2 separate regions of the Mus musculus genome follow, and region 1 is linked to region 2. A link is a contact called in public Hi-C data. All regions are on one chromosome and are shown on one strand. Each heading gives the region's core, a stretch centred on a gene start, on an enhancer-like site or on the middle of the called end of the contact. The rest is flanking DNA. Distances are from core to core; before and after follow the strand shown. Region 1 overlaps Myo18b (myosin XVIIIb). Region 2 overlaps Sez6l (seizure related 6 homolog like).

Region 1 (5,949 bases), core at 2,779-5,278, 280 kb before region 2:
CCTTAGGAAAGATGGCTGGGACAGACACTGCCAGCTCCCATCTGTCCACCATCTTTCCCTGCAAGGTAAAACCGGTCTGCCCTTTTAAAAAGATTAATTTAGGAGCTCAATTCTGGTGTTGGCTAATTACCATGCCTACCTTCTGCTCCCTAATGACAGAGCTCGCCTCCTTCTCCATATGGCTGCTCGATCTTCAGGCCCACAAAATCTTGACATTTGGAATGACGGCATCCTCGGTCGGTCGTTAACGCCCGAGGCCTTAGCATTTGAAGGCCAGGAAATACACAATGCGAGAAACTCTTGAGTCACAAACATTAGTAAACCCTTGAGATAAACCTCAGAACTAATGTTTGCATAGATCCTATGTCCCCGGGTATAGCTGACTCCAAGTGATTCCTTCTAAGGGACCCTGCAGAAACCCCATCCATCCTTGGACTCACATGCTCCCAGTGTAATGGAGCTGTGGGACTCACATCTCTTTGAAGGGTGACTGTAAATCTTGTCTGCACAGCTGGTTGCTGAATATTTCAGTTTTACAGACTCTGTTTTGACCTCTGAACCTTCTGTCGTCAGACCATAGCCACTTCCACCGAAGATACACACTGAACATCTTTGTTTCGACAGAACTCTACCGACAAACACGGGTAGGGCCAGGTCTGACACATTGGCTGTCACTGCCTCCTCTGTTTTGGAGTATGAGGCTGTAAAGTCTCCACCACCCACTGAAGTTTGCTTAAGAAACATAGAGGAGGGCTGGAGAGATGGCTCAGCGATTAAGAGCACTGACTGCTCTTTCAGAGATCCTGAGTTCAATTCCCAGCAACCACGTGGTGGCTCACAACCATCTGTAATGGGATCCAATGCCCTCTTCTTGTGTGTCTGAAGACAGCTACAGTATACTCGTATAAATAATGATAAATAAATGATATTTTTAAAAAAGGAAACATAGAGGAATCTCCCAGACCTGCAGTGCATCTCAGTTGTGGAGAGTATCTATCCAGTGGCTGCAAGGGACTAGACAAACAAATGACTATCAACAACATTTATACACACAAAATACCCAACTCGGGTACAGAGTCAAACCAAAGGACAGTTTCTCTTGGCTCAGGCCACTGCCTCCCCCAGAACAGCCTTAGATCTCCAGAGAGGGCACGCCTGGGCCAGGAAAGCAGTTAGGGTGGGGTGGATCTTACTGCAGACTGAAGAAAAATAAAGGGAGACTCTCACCAAACTCTCCCTCAGACTCAAGCATTCCCAAGTGCCAGAGAGGACAGAACTCCCAGGCTGCAGGAGCCAGCAGGCCCCAGCCATGAGGAAGATTTGATGAATCTGTTCTGGTGAGAGGCACGGACCGCCTGGCCATCACCTTGAGATGTGGAGAGGAGAGAGCACACACGGCTCAGACGTTGTTTTTCTTCCCTGTGGAGTCAATAAATGGATAAATGGACCGTGAGTGGCCAAGTGGCTGTTATAATTTTAGACTCTATCAAAAGGAACATCACAAAAGTGTACCGGGGGAGCTTCAACAGCTTGATGCTTCATGCAGGGAGCGGCTGCCTCCCGATATTGTTAGGAGGCGTCAGAGAGGACAGTGGCAACCAGCCTGGGAACAGCTGAGATTGTCTGCAGTGACAAAGACACTGCAAAAATACTTTCCAGGGCCCTTCTGATTAAAGCTGAACCCTTGCCTTTGGCTGAGAGGACATTTTTAATCTCTGTTTACACAGTGTGAGGGAGAGGCTCTGAGGGAGAGCACCTTGCCTTGCCCAAGGCCAGAGAGGGAAGGGATTGGCAACTACCATGTCTTCACTGTGCCTAAGCCTGTCGATTCAAGGCAGGGCCAGCGTTTCCTCAGTGTCACCAAAGGAATCATGTCAACTGAGGAGGGTGGCTACAGCAAACCTGACCTGACAGGAGGAGGCAGGGCCTGAAAGGGATACTTCCTTTCTTGAAAAGGAAAAACTTAAGACAAATGATCACATTATTTTGTGTGTGTCGGATCATGCCACCACACACGTATACAGGTCAAAGGATCATGGGCGTTCCAGGAATGGAACTCAGGTCTTTGTCGGGATTGGGAACAAGCACCTTTACCAGCTGAGCCATCTCCCTGTCTATGCAGGGCCTTTTAGTTATCATTTAGGTTTAGGTAGCATGCAAAATAATGGGTTCGGTATGGCTTTCTGATGTATGTATGCCGACACACACATACACACATATATACACATACAAACATACATACATACATACATACACACACATACATACACATATACACACATACATGCGCATACATACATACACACACATACACACATATACACACATATATACGCACAGTCATACACATACACACCATATAATCATGCCACGTGTGTGAGAAAACATATATTTGTCTTTCTGCATCTGGCTTTATTTATCAGGCAATCTCTAGTTCCACCCAGACCCCTGCAAGGACACGATTTTACTCTGTGAGGCTGAAAAGCTCTGCTGGGGATAACAGCCACATTGACGGCTTGGTTGGTTCTCTCATCGTCCACTCTGGGTGGTATAGCTGTGAATGCAAGCTGAAAGGCGGCTCAATAGCTCTGTAGATATGCTTTGTCCCTTAGGGAACATTCCAGGGGCATAGCCAGAGCATGGGATGTTCTGTCTTTTTACCTTTTAAGAAACTCTTCTGATTTCCACAGTGCTTAGCTATTTTGTCATCTTTCGTTTTGTTAGACTAAGTCTCACTATAGGCCAGGGTGGCCTAGAACTTGCAATCCCGTTGCCTCCACCCACCAAGTGGGTCACAGGGAGGTATTTCCATGCCCGGTATTTATAACCAGGTGATAGAGATACTGGTTGTCCAGGGACCTGAGTTATGGAGTAGCTGGTACCAACCACAAGTTCCTGTACCCCAGAGCCTCCGTAGAGCCCCCTTGTTATGGGGGAGGCTTTCCATCCTGAAGGTGAGGTCACACAGTAAGGAGTGGCTGGGTCAGGGTTCAGCTTCACATCTGGGCTCAGCTGTCCTCTGGGTGTGATTCTGACCCTTGGAAGTATTTTGACAACAATTTTGCTTGTCACAAATTAGAGGGAAGAGATGCTGGTGTTCTCTAATAGAGCCCAGAGAGGCTGTTAACATTGTGAGATGCACAGCACAGCTTACCCAGCTGCCCACAGTGAGGTAATATCTGTCCCCACATGTCCACAGTTGATGCTCCAGGTTTCAGGCTCAGTGCCCTTTGTTTCAGAAAATGAGAATTTCCACAGAACCTTTCTGGAAACTGCCTGGTGCCCTCAAATCAGGGGATGATAGGACTGTGAACTCCTCACACTGAGGGAGGAATGGGAGTATGAACCCTTCACACTGAGGGAGGGGTGTAAGTGTGAACTCCTCACGCTGAAGGAGGGAGAAGTGTGAACTCCTCCTGCTGAGGGAGGAATGGCAGTGTGAACTCCTCACACTGAGGGGTGTGAGTGTGAACTCCTCACACTGAAGGAGGAGAAGTGTGAACTCCTCCTGCTGAGGGAGGAATGGGAGTGTGAACTCCTCACACTGAGGGAGGGGTGTGAGTGTGAACTCCTCACACTGAAGGAGTGAGAAGTGTGAACTACTCCTGCTGAGGGAGGAATGGGAGTGTGAACTCCTCACACTGAGGGGAGGGTGTGAGTGTGAACTCCGCACACTGAGGGAAGGATGGGAGTGTGAACTCCTTGTGCTGGAGGAGGGATGGGAGTGTGAACTCCTTCTGCTGAGGGAGGGGTGGGAGTGTGAACTCACTGTGCTGAGGGAGGAATGGGAGTGTGAACTCCTCACACTGAGGGAGGGGTAGGTGTGTGAACTCCTCACAATGAATATAGCAGGAATAAAAGTACACTGTCAACGCTGTGACTTTGAGGCTGTAACGTCTGACCCTGTGGAACATCTCTCAATTCAGCAGATGGGAGCCCGGAATGCCAGACACCATTGTCTTACTCTCTGTCATTACCACTCCCTGCCACAAGCTGTTCACTGGCGTTCTTTACTGTCTATGTCACCTACACTGCACCGCCTCCACCCCGTTTCTCAGCTAGACAGCATCGACTGTTCTGAGTCCAGGGAAGCTAGGATCTGGCATTGATCGCCAATGCCAGAAGCAACTTGCTGTATCCTCCCTGATCGATCTCCTGGGAGAACAGATGTAACGATACAAGACTATTGATGAGAATCGGTCCGCCTGAGAGGGATCATCTCCTCTCTCTCTCTTGAGCATTTGGGAGATTTCATTGGCTTTTTGGAGTAAGTAGCTTTGGCTTTAGTTGTTAAGGCAGAAGCCTGGTGATTAGTGCAGTCTCCTATCTCTGATGGAGGGGCTTTCTGAGAAGTACAGCAGGCCACTTCTTCTAGGGGCAACCCTTGAAGACTGCTCTTCCCAAGGCCTAGCTGACATTGCAGGGACAGTCATTCTACATGGTCTTCAATCTGATCAAGAGAGCCTGAGTAAGAGGAGGATGTGGCTATTGTTAGTGCAGCTTGGTAGTTTGTCTCAGTGTCAACCTTGTTAACCAGCTAGCCATGGCTGCTGTCAACTTGATACAATGTAGAGTCACCTGGGAAGAGCCTCAGTGAGGAATTGTCTTAGTTAGGGTTCTGTTGCTGTGCAGAGACACCATGTCCAAGGCAACTCTTATAAAACATCTCATCAGGACTGGCTTACAGTTTCAGATGTTCAGTCCACTATCATCACGACAGGAAGCATGGCAGAGTCCAGGTAGACATGGTTCTGGAGGAGCTGAGATGGAAGCCAGGAAGAGACTGTGTTCCACACTGGGTGGAGCTTAAGCATAAAAGACTTCAAAGTCCACCTACATAGTGATGTACTTCTTCTAACAAAGCCACACCTTCTCATAGTGCCACTTCCCCTGGGCCAAGTATATTCAAGCCACCACAGGGATTGTACACTGGGTTGGCCTGTGGGCATGTCTGTGGGAGATTATCTTGTTAAATGATGTGGAAGGACCCTGCGCACTGTGGATGGCATCATTCCCTAGGCAGGGGGACCTGAACAGCTTTGGAGCATAGCAATGGAGCCATGCATAAGCAAGGGGGTGTGCATGCATTGCTCTCTCTCTCTCTCTCTCTCTCTCTCTCTCTCTCTCTCTCTCTCTCTCTCTCCCTCTCCACTCTGGATGTGATATGTTTGAAGTCCCTGCGTTGACTTCTTCTCCACACTGATAGGGAATAAATAGCCTGGAATTGTAAGCTTTTCCCCATAAGCTGATTCGCACCCCACCCCCCCACCCCCAGCGTTGTGTCATTACAACTTACATAAAAGCAGAACACTGTCTTTTATAAATTGAAGTGCCCTGGAGTCATGATTGATAGCCTGGCCCAAGCACATGCAAAACCGGTGGCATGGTCACTTGACATTGCCCACCACCCTGCCCTGCACACAGCTGTGTCTACAGGACCAGCAGCACAGGTGTGCTGACATCAGTATCACACAAGTGCATGGGGAACACGCCAGACTGCATTGGCTCAAAGTCACCAGCTTCAGGTACCGCTGTCACGCATGGGGTCCATTTGGGACTCAAGAGTCACTATGGAACATGGCCTGTCATGACCTTCTTTGCATAAGGTACTTCTGAGGGTCCCTGAACATCTTTCTGCATGAAGGGAAGGCCACTGTGGAGCTGACAGACAGACAGACACACTCAGCATGGGTGCACGGGAAGCAGACAGATGTGTGTGCGTTACTGGGTCCCACCAGCCTGGGTGACATTCTATAGACTCTGTGACTCCTGTGTTTGGAGCCAGGCTGTGTCTGCAATCCACAGTCAAGTCAAGGATTATCTTGAAATTCTAACTCTCTTGCCTTCACCTCCTGCGTGCTAAGACTATAGGTATGCAATGCCACACACAATTTATGTGGCACTGGGGACAGAATAGGGGCTGTGTCACTCTAGGCAAGCACACCTGCT
Region 2 (5,962 bases), core at 28-2,527:
ACAGGGATCCACAGATGCCAACCTCACCCCCCAAATTTCTAACCACTATGCTGTATTGTCTTCCTCACAAGAGTGTCCTCTTGTCTGTCTGTTGCAGCCATGTGTGGTGGGGAGCTCTCTGCTGTGGCTGGGGTGGTGCTGTCTCCAAACTGGCCAGAGCCCTATGCAGAAGGTGAAGACTGTGTGTGGAAGATCCACGTTGGGGAGGAGAAGCGGATCTTCCTGGACATTCAGTTGTGAGTATCTGAGGCACCCTTTCCCCAGGTTCACCGCAGTAGGCAGGTGGGGAGGAACTGACTTCTGCTTTATCTGTTGTTCCAGCCAGGATTTACTAAGCATCTAGTACGTACCTCGGAGCTGCAGAGTCCTAGGGTTGCTACAGCAACACAACCAGCAACGCACGAAGCGAGTGTCCCTACTCTCGTTAATTCGTTCCGCTAAAAAGACTGGTGTCCAAGAAGGGTGCACACAGACAAGCACACTCGTGACTTCAGTTGGCAGCCTAAGGAAGGGTCACGACCACTGGGGATTTGACGTAAAGGAGGAGGGGAGGAAAAGCTTCCATAGCAAAGCTCAGCGTACAGACATGCGAGGGTCCTTTTCTTCCCTTTGTATTACTATGTGTTTACTTATCTATTGTGAGTGGAGGTTAGGGTGTGATGATCATGGCTCGGCTCATGTGGGACAATCAAGGGACAGCTTTCAGGAGTCAGTTCTCTCCCTTTTACCTCTGGGTCCCAGGAATCAAACCGGGGTGTTAGGTTGGTCATCATCAGGTGCTCTTGCGCACTAAGCCACCTTGCCAGCCTACAGTTTTTGAAGGACCAAACGGCCGGGGTGGGCAGCAGTGAATGGTGCCGTGCCATGAACCCTGGCCATACCGTAGTTTTGTTTCTCCTTATCTGCCTTCCTCGACTAAGTGCAGATGTCCCTGTCAGTCGGGGCGTCGCCTTACTTTGCCGTTCGTTCTCAGGTTTAATATGGACCTTGGGCTACACTTGGTGACAGGGAAGTGTTTAGTGAATGGTGACAGCTGCCCTAGGCTGCTTCCGATGCTCCCTGGGCACAACCGTAGTGTGCTCATCCTGAACACCTCCCAGTGCCCCAGGAGGGCAACTCTGAGCCCAGAGTGAAGGTCCAGGCTCTGGGCTCTTGTATCTGATATCCTGAGGGCAGCTTCCAAGGACTTTGGGAGGGGAGGCAGCTGAGGCTCCACAGGCTAAGAGAGCAACAGCCTCTGGTGGCCTCTCAGCCACCTCCTCCCACTGCCCTCTGTGAGACAGAGACAGGGACAGATGGTGGTGTCTAGAGAAAAAAATGGTTTTCTGGCAGACCCAGGTGGCCGGGAAGAGTCCAGAAACAGGCGTCCCAGGGCCTCTGGCTCTCCAAGCAGCAGACGGGTCCTACAGGCCTAGTAGCCATCTTTGTAGTGTGTATTCATTGTGTGAAGTGATGGTATCTGTGATGTTCCATCCCTACCCTGCCTTGCCCCCCCCCCACTTTCTTTTAGTTCTTTCAAACAAGTTCAAAAAAGAAAGAAAGAAAAAGAGAGAGAGAGAGAGGGAGAGAGAGAGAGAGAGGGAGAGAGGGAGGGAAGGAGGGAGAGAGAGAGATTTTGGCAAATGGGAGAAAATGTAGTATTTGTCTGACTGAGTCTGGCTATCTTGTTAAATATAATGGTCTCCGATTCCACTTAATTTCATGCAAACGGCATAATTTCATTTTTCTTGAAGGCTGAATACAACTTGCTATGCAAACAAACCACATTCTCTTTACCCACGCATCTGTCCGCAGACATCTAAGCTAGCCACATCACTTGACCATTGTGAATTAGCAATCCGCTTGCACATGTGAGCTCCCTGTGAAAGGCTGGCTTATGTCCTGTGGAGTCTCCCCAGAGAACCGCATGGGGTCTTACCTTCTACTTTCAGTTTATGGAGACCCCTGCCCCCTGCACAACAATTCCCAACATGGTGGTCCTAGTGTGACCCCCACCCGCAGTGACAAAGTGTTCCCCTCACCCACGTCCGTATCGGCATTCTCCGTCTTGACGACAGCCAGACTGACTCTGGCAGAATGAACTTCTGATTGGTCTGTCCTTTGTGACTAAGGACATGGGACATTTTCTCATCTTTATGGGCCTGTGATCGCTTTTAGGGACCTGTCTGTTCGGTTCGTTTGCGCATTGACTTATAGGGTGATTGGAGAATGTTTATTCTTCACGGTCTCTACAGACACTATCAATCCTTGGATGTGGCTTTGGCAAAGATCAGTCACCCGACTGTCATTTCTTAGCTCCGCTGGTGGCTTCTCTCGCTTTCAAATTCCCTGCAGTCTCATCTCTTGATTCTCGATGCTGCTTCTCCCCGAGCTGTTGGACTCCCTCAGAAATCCCTGTGTGTGCCAGTGTCTCAGGGTGTTTCCTTAAATTTCCTCTAACAGTTGTAATTCCTGGTATTAAAGTGAATCTTTTGATCCATGCTGAACGTGTTTTCCGGAGAGCAGAATAGATCCATTTCTGTTATGTTACAAATTTCCCCGGCACCATCTGTCAAAAGAAAGAAAGAAAGGAAGGAAGGAAGGAAGGAAGGAAGGAAGGAAGGAAGGAAGGAAGGAAGGAAGGAAGGAAAAGGAAGAAAGAAAAAGAAAAAGAAAAAAATTCCAGTATCTGATTTGAGCACCTTGTCAAAAATCACTTGGCTGTCACTGTATGGGTTCATTTCTGTTCATTTCTATTTTTTTCCCTCAGGTGCATGTGTGTTGAGACTGTTGGTGTGAGGCTGTTCCCAGAGATTGTCCTTGGCCTTCCTGCTCCAACTGAGCTAAAAGCCCCACAAATTTTGAACAGCTGATCCTCCAAGGCCAGGGACAGAAGTTTGTCTCCTTTTCTTCTCAGCTGTGTGATTCAGGCCTTCTTTCTGGCTGCAGCCTCTTTGATTTTCAGTGGGGATTCCGGGATATCACTATCTGTGATTCCTGGAGGTGGGCCTTGCATGGAGAGGCAGGAGTACTGCATAGCGGCTGGGCAGCTAGGGAGCTGGGCTAAATCAGGGATGGCAGCCAGGAGGAAGCATTTTCCCAAGCAAGGATGTAAAAAGAAAAAATGAAAAAAAGCAAATGAGGAGAGATGAGAGGGAAACAGTCATAGGAAGGATCAGTCACAGAGGTCATCTCGGGGGTCCTCTGAACTGAAGCTTCAGACAGAAAACTCCATTCTAGAGCACTGTGGGAGCTGAGAAGATGGCTCAGTGGGGCATGCCTCACAAGCCTGAGGACCTGAGTTCAGAGCTCCTGTCCTCATGTAAACGCCAGATGGGCATGGCAGGCAGCCCACCTGCGACCCTAGGACTAGAGAGGGAGAAATGGGATGCCCCAGGCAATCTGACTAGGCAGTGAGAGACTGCTTCAGTATATAAGGTGGAGGAACACACTGGACATCAATCTCTATCTTCTCCATGCACACACATACATGTACATACGTGTACATACGTGTACCTGTGCACACGTGAACATGCATGCACACATACACGTGCACACAGCTGTTGCCATGTTGTGATGAGTCACCAACATACAATTCTGCTTACTAGAACTTCAACCCATGGAAGTTACCGGGCAAACTCACTGAGCTGCCTCAGGGAAGGATTGACTCCCAGGTTCTTGTTGAATCCCACCCAGCTTCAAGCCCCACCCAGTAAGTTGTTGAAGGACTCCCCCGCCCCATTTCTGCTTATCTTAGCCTCTTCTTTTTTGGAAGCCTCCCAAATGTGCGGTTTTGCCTGTATCAAGCCTTCTGCGTCCGTGGGCGCCTAGCTTGGCCAAGGGTAGAGGGAAAAGGGAATCTCTCTCATCTGCCCTGCTGCGCACCAAATACTCAATTAACCTTCAGCTTGGCACCAGATCAGTTTTATGTCTATCTCAAAGCCTGTGCGTGACAGAGAGGCTCAAACCATTAACTCAGAGTCCTTCCCCACAGCCAGGCCAGGGCAGCATCATCTGGTGGAGAATCGAAAAGGATGGGGTCCTCTCTCCTTGTTACCCAGCAGGTGAACTGAATGTTGTCACCCCTGTTTCCCTCCTCAAAGCATTTTGGGGTTGCCCTGTACAAATGTCAGAAGGAGCTCAGGGAAGAAGGAACGTCTAGTCCTGTAGGGCCAGACAGTGATGGCAGGCAGGAGGGGACACTAGGGTGACACCCCAGAGACCTGGGGCTGGGGGAAGTCTCAGCTGGCTGTGGACAAGCTCCTGTGGGTCTCCAGTGTGTGAGCCTTTCCCTCTGACTGGCTCTTTCCTCACAGCTCATACTAGAGAAAGTTATGTTATCAAGGGGGCTGGAGAGGCAGCTCAGTGGGGAAAACGCTTGCTGTACAAGATCTGAGTTCAAGACCGAAGCACTTACATAAAGCCAAGTGTGACACCACACTTCTGTGATCCCATTGTAAGGAGAGAGGCAGAGACAACCACCAGTTATCTGGACTACACTCACAATATTCTGGGCTCCTCCAAAGGTCACTTCTAAGGGTCTGCCCTCTGCAGCACACACAGCTGGTCTTCTAGGCTCCAGCTGGCCCCATTCCATTGCTGCTGTTCTTGGTGGTCCTCCCATGGTATAGACATCTCCAAAAAATGTTGGGTCCCTGCTGCAATTGAGTTGCACCTCCACCAACAGCCTCACCGTGGCTCTCTTCAGAGGCCCCAGTCCTGCCACACAGTGCCAAGCCTCAGCTGTTCTTCAGGACCCCTTCATGCCTTCAAAACCAGGACTACTTGGTGACTCTTACAGTACCACATTCAGTTGCCAGCACAAGGTACAACTTTGGTGGCTCCTGGATCACAGGTTCTGTGGTGCTGACCCTGAGAAAACCCTTCCCAGAAGATTTCACCTCAGCGATGCTTCTTAATGACAGCTGGTTCTTGGTTGATGAGCAGCATCCGTTTTCCCACTGAAGCAAAGGTTTAACTTTACTGTTTCTTGTCTCTTGTTAATCAAGTGCCAGCTAGCCAGGAAGCACAGATTCTTCACACAAAAACACCCAGTAAAGTCTTTGCTTCCCTCTGAAACCTTACAGACCAAGCCTTCATCGTCTACACTGCCCGCAACCGGTCTCGTCTTCCAAGCTCCTGCAGAACAGCTCACTGAGCTCTCAACACTCAGTGGCTTTTCTAGTGCAAGGTTCCAAAGTCCTTCCTCAACTGTTCCTAAAACACATGATCAGGTCTGTCACAGCAGTACCCCATTATCCTGGTGCCAATTTCTGCCTTGGGGTTTCTAGTGCTGGGATAAAATACCAGGATCAAAGAAACTTGTGCAGAAAAAGGTTTATTTGGCTTACGTTTCCATTCATCACTGAAAGAAGTTAGGGACAGGAACTCAAGCAAGGCAGGAACCTGGAGGCAGGAGCTGATGCAAAAGCCATGGAGGGGTGCTGCTTACTGGCTTGCTCCGCATGGCTTACTCAGCCTGCTTTCTTATAGAACCCAGGACCACCAGCCTACGGATGGCCCCATCCACAATGGGCTGGCTCCGCCCACAATGGGCTGACCCCGCCCACAATGGGCGGAGCCCTGCCCTATCAATCACTAATTAAGAAAGTGCCCTACAGGCTTGCCTACAGACCAATTGTGTGGAGGCGTTTTTTTCTCAATTGAGGTTCCTTCCTTTTTGATAACTCTAGATTGTGTCAAGTTGACACAAAACCAGCCAGCACAGGGAATAAGAAATCTCTCCATAGATACCCGGCTAGAGCTCCCCTGTGTGACATGAGGGTAAAGAACCTGACTGCACGGTGTGCGTGTCCTGAGACGTTGTGTGAGGCCAGAATGAAGCATGGCGGGCTCTAGGTACGGCCAGTCGAGGCTTGTGGCTGCCATCTGGGTCTGCAGTGAGAAAGAGCCTAAGTTGAGCAGAGTGACAAGAAGTTTGTGAGGTTTGGAGCTGTTGAAAGGACCGGGCCTTTCAGAAACC

Evidence for each region. A called contact is a pair of places that touch in the nucleus more often than the background predicts.
Region 1: a contact with region 2 is called in a Hi-C map of cerebellum, with 1.7 times the contacts expected there. The contact joins two enhancer-like sites. A contact is called at or near these places in 4 of 484 Hi-C or Micro-C datasets (cerebellar granule neurons, cerebellum, embryonic stem cells and 1 more).

What each region holds. Positions count from the first base shown.
Region 1 is chr5:112,738,915-112,744,863 of GRCm38.p6, reverse strand. All of the region lies in intron 39 of Myo18b (myosin XVIIIb), which reads left to right. Among named protein-coding and RNA genes, the nearest start is that of 1700095B10Rik, 51 kb to the left of the region's middle. Within about 2 kb of position 4,028, at least 24 of the 459 cell types and tissues checked have an H3K27ac peak or open chromatin away from gene starts, as enhancers often do. A contact at or near this core is called in cerebellum, where this site is marked.
Region 2 is chr5:112,455,421-112,461,382 of GRCm38.p6, reverse strand. Sez6l (seizure related 6 homolog like) reads left to right here. Exons shown (of 17, transcript NM_001253916.1): 9 at 98-236. Among named protein-coding and RNA genes, the nearest start is that of Gm6588, 9.0 kb to the right of the region's middle. Within about 2 kb of position 1,277, at least 2 of the 459 cell types and tissues checked have an H3K27ac peak or open chromatin away from gene starts, as enhancers often do. A contact at or near this core is called in cerebellum, where this site is marked.